2 separate regions of the Zea mays genome follow, and region 2 is linked to region 1. Evidence: chromatin contacts called from public Hi-C data. All regions are on one chromosome and are shown on one strand. Each heading gives the region's core, a stretch centred on a gene start, on an enhancer-like site or on the middle of the called end of the contact. The rest is flanking DNA. Distances are from core to core; before and after follow the strand shown.

Region 1 (3,137 bases), core at 390-2,889:
GGACGACGGACAAGAAGCGCGCGCGCGCGCGGGCAAAGATTAGTGGCATGATTGGTTTCGTCGTCGTCGCACTCGCTCGTCCACGCAGCGAGCCGGCGGCCCGCCGTAATCATGCTGTTGGGCTAGTGGAGTGGCACAGATCGTCGTGTCTGATGAAGTGATGGGACTCGGAGTGACTTGTGTCACCACTACTAGTGACTGAGAACCCAATAACGAAAAAGAACACCACACGTACGTTCGTACGCCAAAAGTCCGCATCTATGTCTTGTTGTGTACGTGCTGTGCCTGTGCGCGTCACTGGTGGACTATAGTAGTGTTTGAATTCGGATGAGCCTGCATGAAAAAGGTGCAAGTAAACAGGTGTCGATCCAACGGCCAGGGCGACCAACCATGCATTATGCATGTTTGGTGCCGGTCGTCGGCGCTCATCGCTTGCACCGTGGACTTTCACGCACGTACGTACGACGAGCACTTGTAGGTAGGTACCTGCAGACAGCACATGCTGTTTTTTTTTGTTTCAAAATTTTGAATCTGACCTACTACTACGTACTAGCGGCTAGTCCCAGCAGAGATACTACTGCGGTGCTTGCTCCTCCTGCACATGGTGAGGTTGGCCGCGCTTGGCGGCTCTCAACTCTCATCATAGTGAACTCGACCCTGCCGGCGGTTGAGGACCAATGGACGCCTCTGCATGCATGCATGGGAGCGCGCTATAGCCGGGGCGAGAAGGAACAACGAACAAGACAAGCAAGGGCCAGAGGTGTTCCACGCGCGCTAGCTACTACTACGTGTACGCACACTTGGGCGTCGTGCAGCTGGTCGTGTCGTCATGACTTTGGGCTTTGTGGAGGGGAGCTGCACTACTGCAGGTTCCCACGCCCACCCACACGCATATGGGGCCGAGAGAGGGCGAGATGCCGCCATTTTTGGCAATCGTAAAAAAGAGCAGAGCCCAGGCATAATTGTCAATGATGCCCGAATCCTTGCATGCCCCGGCCCGCATGTATGTTGGAGTTGGAGCACGTACGTCCACGCAGCGATTCAAACACGGTTGACCCCGCGTTAGAATCCACAAGTATATAAATACTCGAACTTTTGGGACGACTTTGTCTAGTGCTTACATTACACTGCGCATCTTTGATGCTTGATGACAGCGGTTAAGCAGATATATTATACGGTTACAGTACGCAGCAGCAGGCAGGCTAGCTACTTAGCTTTGCATTATGACAAGCTAAGTCGAGAACTTGGCTACACCCTATTAGTCGACGCTCCCATGGAATAGTAGGCAGGGCTGCTGGTGAGGGGAGGTACGTAGTAGGGGGTGCGGACATGTGGGCCCCCACGCCCGACATTCCGCGGTGGTCCGCCCCGGTAAATTATACTAATGCTGTGCGGTGCCCCAGTGGTCCTCGTGAAAAAAGATAGAGAGAGCAAGGGCGCTAGCTGCAACTGCACTACTGCAGCCTGCATGCGATGCAGGAACCTAATTCAGTTTCATGGTTTTTGTTTCGCTGCTAGCTGCTGCAAGAGCAAGAGCAAGTGCAAGTGCGAGTGCGAGCTGCATGCGGTATTGCGACCCGTGTGGGGGACCTTGCATTGGTCTGGATCTGACTCGATCTGATCGCCTCCCCATGGACCATGGACTACGTTTGGTAGGACTGCCCGCAGCTAGCACCAGCAGCTCAACCTATCGTGTGTATACTACCGAGTACCGAGTGAGTGTGACCCTCGAAACAGTGTTCTCGTGCAGTAATCCTACTCACAGGGTTGGAACATTCCTAGCTACTCACAGGCTATTGCGACGACTGCGGGATGTCCAGCGCGTCTCGATGCGCGTGTGACGAGGACCCCGTCGTTTTTTTTTCTCCATAGCAACTGCTATGGGTAGTTGGTTCTGGATAGTTTTCGCTTTCTATTATTCACTCAAGGGATTACCGAACTTCTTTTAAGGCAGGCCACGCAGCGATTCAAATAATGTTGACCCCCCGGCAGAATCCACAACTACCGCAAAACAAGTCTCGGTCGAGTGTTTTTCTTTTCAGCATTCGAAAAAAACGGCCGAGCGATTTTTTCGAAAACTCGACGAAGAGTTTTTTTTTGCTGAATGTTTTTTTATACTTGGCAAGCTTCTTTGCCAAACGTTTTATTTTTTACATTTGGTAAAGAAATTCTTTACCAAGTATTTTCTTTTTACACTAGGTGAAGACAATTTTCAAATCATATTTTGAAGCAGTACATTACTTTAAATGAAAAATGTTTTAACTACAAAGATGTACTATAGCTCATCAAGATGTAAATTTTTATTTTAGTCATTTCTTCATATGATAAAGTATAAATAAATTTATTCACAAGCACTTACATACCCCTCTTGTAGTTTATGAAACTACAAGAGAGATCGATGTATAAGGTTTGTGAATAATGTTAGAACCACCATGTTGGATGAGTAAATGATCAAACAAACAAAATAAACTTTGTAGATCTTGAGAAGTTATAGAGTCTTGTAGTATGGAACTTTTTGATTTGAAGTTATCTTGTCAAAGAAAACTATGTTTGCATTTTTAAAATTTGAAATTTCCAAACAACCTCGGATGGAAAAACCACCAAAATGAAAGTTGTAGGTCTTGAAACGTTATGAAACTCTATAGTCGACAACTTTTTTGATTTGAAATCATTTGATCATGCAAAACTATATTCGAATTCAAAATTTGAATTTTTCAAACGACCTCTGAACAAAAAACCACCAAAATGAAAGTTGTAGGTCTTGAAAAGTTATGAAACTCTATAGTCGACAACGTTTGAATTTGAAATCATTTGATCATGCAAAACTATATTTGAATTCAAAACTTGATTTTTTTCAAACGGCCACGGAACAAAACACCACCAAAATGAAAGTTGTAGGTCTTGAAAAGTTGTGAAACTCTATAGTCGACAACTTTTTGATTTGAAATCATTTGATCATGCAAAATTATATTTGAATTCAAAACTTGAATTTTTCAAACGGTCTCGGAACAAAACACCACCAAAATGAAAGTTGTAGGTCTTGAAAAATTATGAAACTCTATAGTCATCATGCAAAACTATATTTGAATTCAAAACTTGAATTTTTCAAACGGTCTCGGAACAAAACACCACCAAAA
Region 2 (2,808 bases), core at 212-2,711, 180 kb after region 1:
CGTTGCCCACCCAGCCGCCGTGCCCGCAGTCCAGGTAGTAGTAGGACGCGGAGGACACGATGGCGCGGTACCCGGCCGCCACGATGCGCTTGGTGTTCTCGGCGCCGTTGTTCCACGTCTGCAGCACGGTGGTGTCGTGGGGCAGCACCGTCTGCCCGACCGACACCTTGGGCCCCAGGAGGACGTCCTCCCAGTACACCGACGTGCGGTTCAGCTCGTGGACTAGGAACGGCCGCGTCGCGTTCACGAACAGCTCCAGCAGGCGGTCGTGGGAGCCGCCGTCCGCCAGGAAGCCCCGCACCACGGGGTCGTCCTCCCAGCACGCCGTGTTCACCTCGTCGGCGCCCGCGTGGAGGTACGGGTCCGGGAACAAGGCCGCCAGGTCGCGCAGCACGTCCTCCGCCACGCGGTACGTCTTGGGGTTCAGCGGGTTCAGCTGCCCCGTGCAGGGCTCCGCTGCCAGCGCCGGCTTCGCCGTCGGCGCCCAGAACTTGTTCGCGCACGTCACGATCTCCGGGTACGCGCCCGCCCACGACCCCGTGTGCCCTGAAGTCTTTGCATTGAAGATTGCAACCGTAGAAAAGTGCAGGATCCAGTACAGTACTTTGGAATCAGCTCTCACTCACCGGGCATGTCGATTTCAGGGATGACGCGGATGCCAAAGGCCCCGGCGTATCGGACGATGCGGCGGACGTCCTGGTCGGTGTAGCGCATGACGGGGGAGTAGGAGCCGAAGTTGGCGAGATTGGGGACCGAGGGGAGGACGATGGGGAAGGACTGGGAGTCGGTGATGTGCCAGTGGAATACATTGAGCTTGTTGGAGGCCATGGCGCGGATGGTGCGGAGGATGTCACGGACGGGGTAGTAGTTCCGTGCGGTGTCGAGGAGGATCCCGCGGTGGGTGAATAGGGGGTGGTCGGAGATTTCTATCTCGCTGGGGACGATCGGCTGGCCGCTCGCGTCGGCGGCGCCGCTGCTCCAGGCGAGCTGGGAGAAGGTCTCGAGACCGCGGATGATGCCCCAGGGAGTGGCGGCAGAGATGTCAGCGGAGCTGGAATTGGGTGGCACGGAGAGCGTGTAGGACTCGTCGACGCCGGGGCCGAGCGGGACGTCGGGATCGGAGACGGAGAGCGCGAGCAGGCGGATGGGGACGCCCGAGACGGTGTAGTTGACGGGGGGCATAATCGGCGTGTACCGCTCGGTGCGGATGAGGCGGGTGTAGTACGCGATGGCGTGACGGAGCGACGGGTGCGACGGCGAGGCGCGGATGTTGAACGACGGGGAGATCGGCGCGTATGCCGGCAACGGCCACGAGATGGACACCGGCTTGGGCCACACCTGCACTTTCTGAGGCACCCGCGGCGGTGGTGGCTGAGAAGGCGGTGGCGCGAGGGAGGCGAGTGCAGCTAATGAATGGAAGAGGAAGAGCAAGAGGAAATACGGCGATGCCGCCACCGCCATCGCTTAGGTTTAGGAGGTTCACAAGGGATTTGGGATTTTGGCATCTAGCCATCTACTACGGCGGGGGTCGATGAGTGAGAGGGTGCGGTGCAGAACTCCAGATCTGGTTTTGACTTTCTTGAGCATGTTTGTTACTCCTCTCGGAGTGAGTGGTCGTTTGCGCTATCCGTAACATGTGGATCCCAAGTAAAGAGTACTGTTATTCTGGAATTCTTTTTATTTTTGCTATTCTTCTAAAAAAATCATGTCTGCCCACTTGTAACTAATTCGATCTTTAAGCTATCCGCAGCACATGTTACTTAATACCTTTTCAATATTTTTAGTCTAGTCATCAAGATTCATTACTCTATATTACAATCATCCACACTCATATCTCTCTCTATATATTTCCTCTATATCAACTACTACATATCTATTCATTCCAATCCCATTTCAATCCCACTGCTATATTTTTTCTCTATATAACACATGATTTTTTTCTATGGGCAATACTAGCATTTGAACGATTTACATGCACTATATTTGACAGGATACTGTGTCGTGACATATTGCGTACAATGTTGTGGGCATCTTTTAAGCTACCGCTCATGTATCATGTGTTACCAAAAGCCCTCCTGTAACTCAGTGCAGATAGTCTTAAACCTATAGCCAACGTAATAATCTATGATACCAAAATTACACGCCTTGGTGTCATAGTTATGGAGCCAGGGTATATGACATGGGAGCCATAGTTGTCGTGACCTATTGGGACTTTGATGTCAAGATCTGCGTCGTCAAGGTCGAAGATATGATGTATGATACCGAGGTTGGTGCATGTGATGCTGATTTTGATGTCATATATTTTGGCACCACATCTCATCGTCTTCCTCTTATCTCTCGTTTCTCTCTCTTCTACCTCGACTTTGATCCGCGTGTAGCTCCCCTCCATCGGCTCGGACGTCACCCTCCCTACTTGTCACACCATCAATACTGCAGCAATTGTGTGTCCTCGTCTTCTCTCTTGAAAGCATCTAGGCTCCTGGTTAGTTTTAGTGATTGATGACAACATAAGATTATTGTGACTAACTGTTGTTTTGCAGACTCCATGGTAAGTTAAGTCACATTGCAGGTAGATGGACTTCAACAAAGCACCCCGGATGATGGAAATCAGAAAAAATGGGTAAGAAAGGATGTTTAAAGTGAACATCTTCTTTTCCCCTGTCGGGGACCATAATTAGGGGTACCCTCAAGACGCCTAATTCTCAGCTGGTAACCCCCATCAGCATAAAGCTGCAAAGGCCTGATGGGTGCGATTAAGTCAGGAATCAGTCCATACGAGTGACTCGATCACGCTTCGCCCGAGCCTAG

Evidence for each region. A called contact is a pair of places that touch in the nucleus more often than the background predicts.
Region 2: a contact with region 1 is called in a Hi-C map of ear, with 4 times the contacts expected there. The contact joins the promoter of LOC100280178 here to the enhancer-like site in region 1. A contact is called at or near these places in 2 of 25 Hi-C or Micro-C datasets (ear and tassel).

Annotation. Positions count from the first base shown.
Region 1 is chr1:27,078,277-27,081,413 of Zm-B73-REFERENCE-NAM-5.0, forward strand. No RefSeq gene overlaps it. Among protein-coding and RNA genes, the nearest start is that of LOC103632803, 14 kb to the left of the region's middle. Within about 2 kb of position 1,640, at least 14 of the 20 cell types and tissues checked have an H3K27ac peak or open chromatin away from gene starts, as enhancers often do. A contact at or near this core is called in ear and tassel, where this site is marked.
Region 2 is chr1:27,254,052-27,256,859 of Zm-B73-REFERENCE-NAM-5.0, forward strand. LOC100280178 reads right to left here and starts at 1,462. Exons shown (of 2, transcript NM_001153110.1): 1 at 627-1,462; 2 at 1-546. The coding sequence starts at 1,461.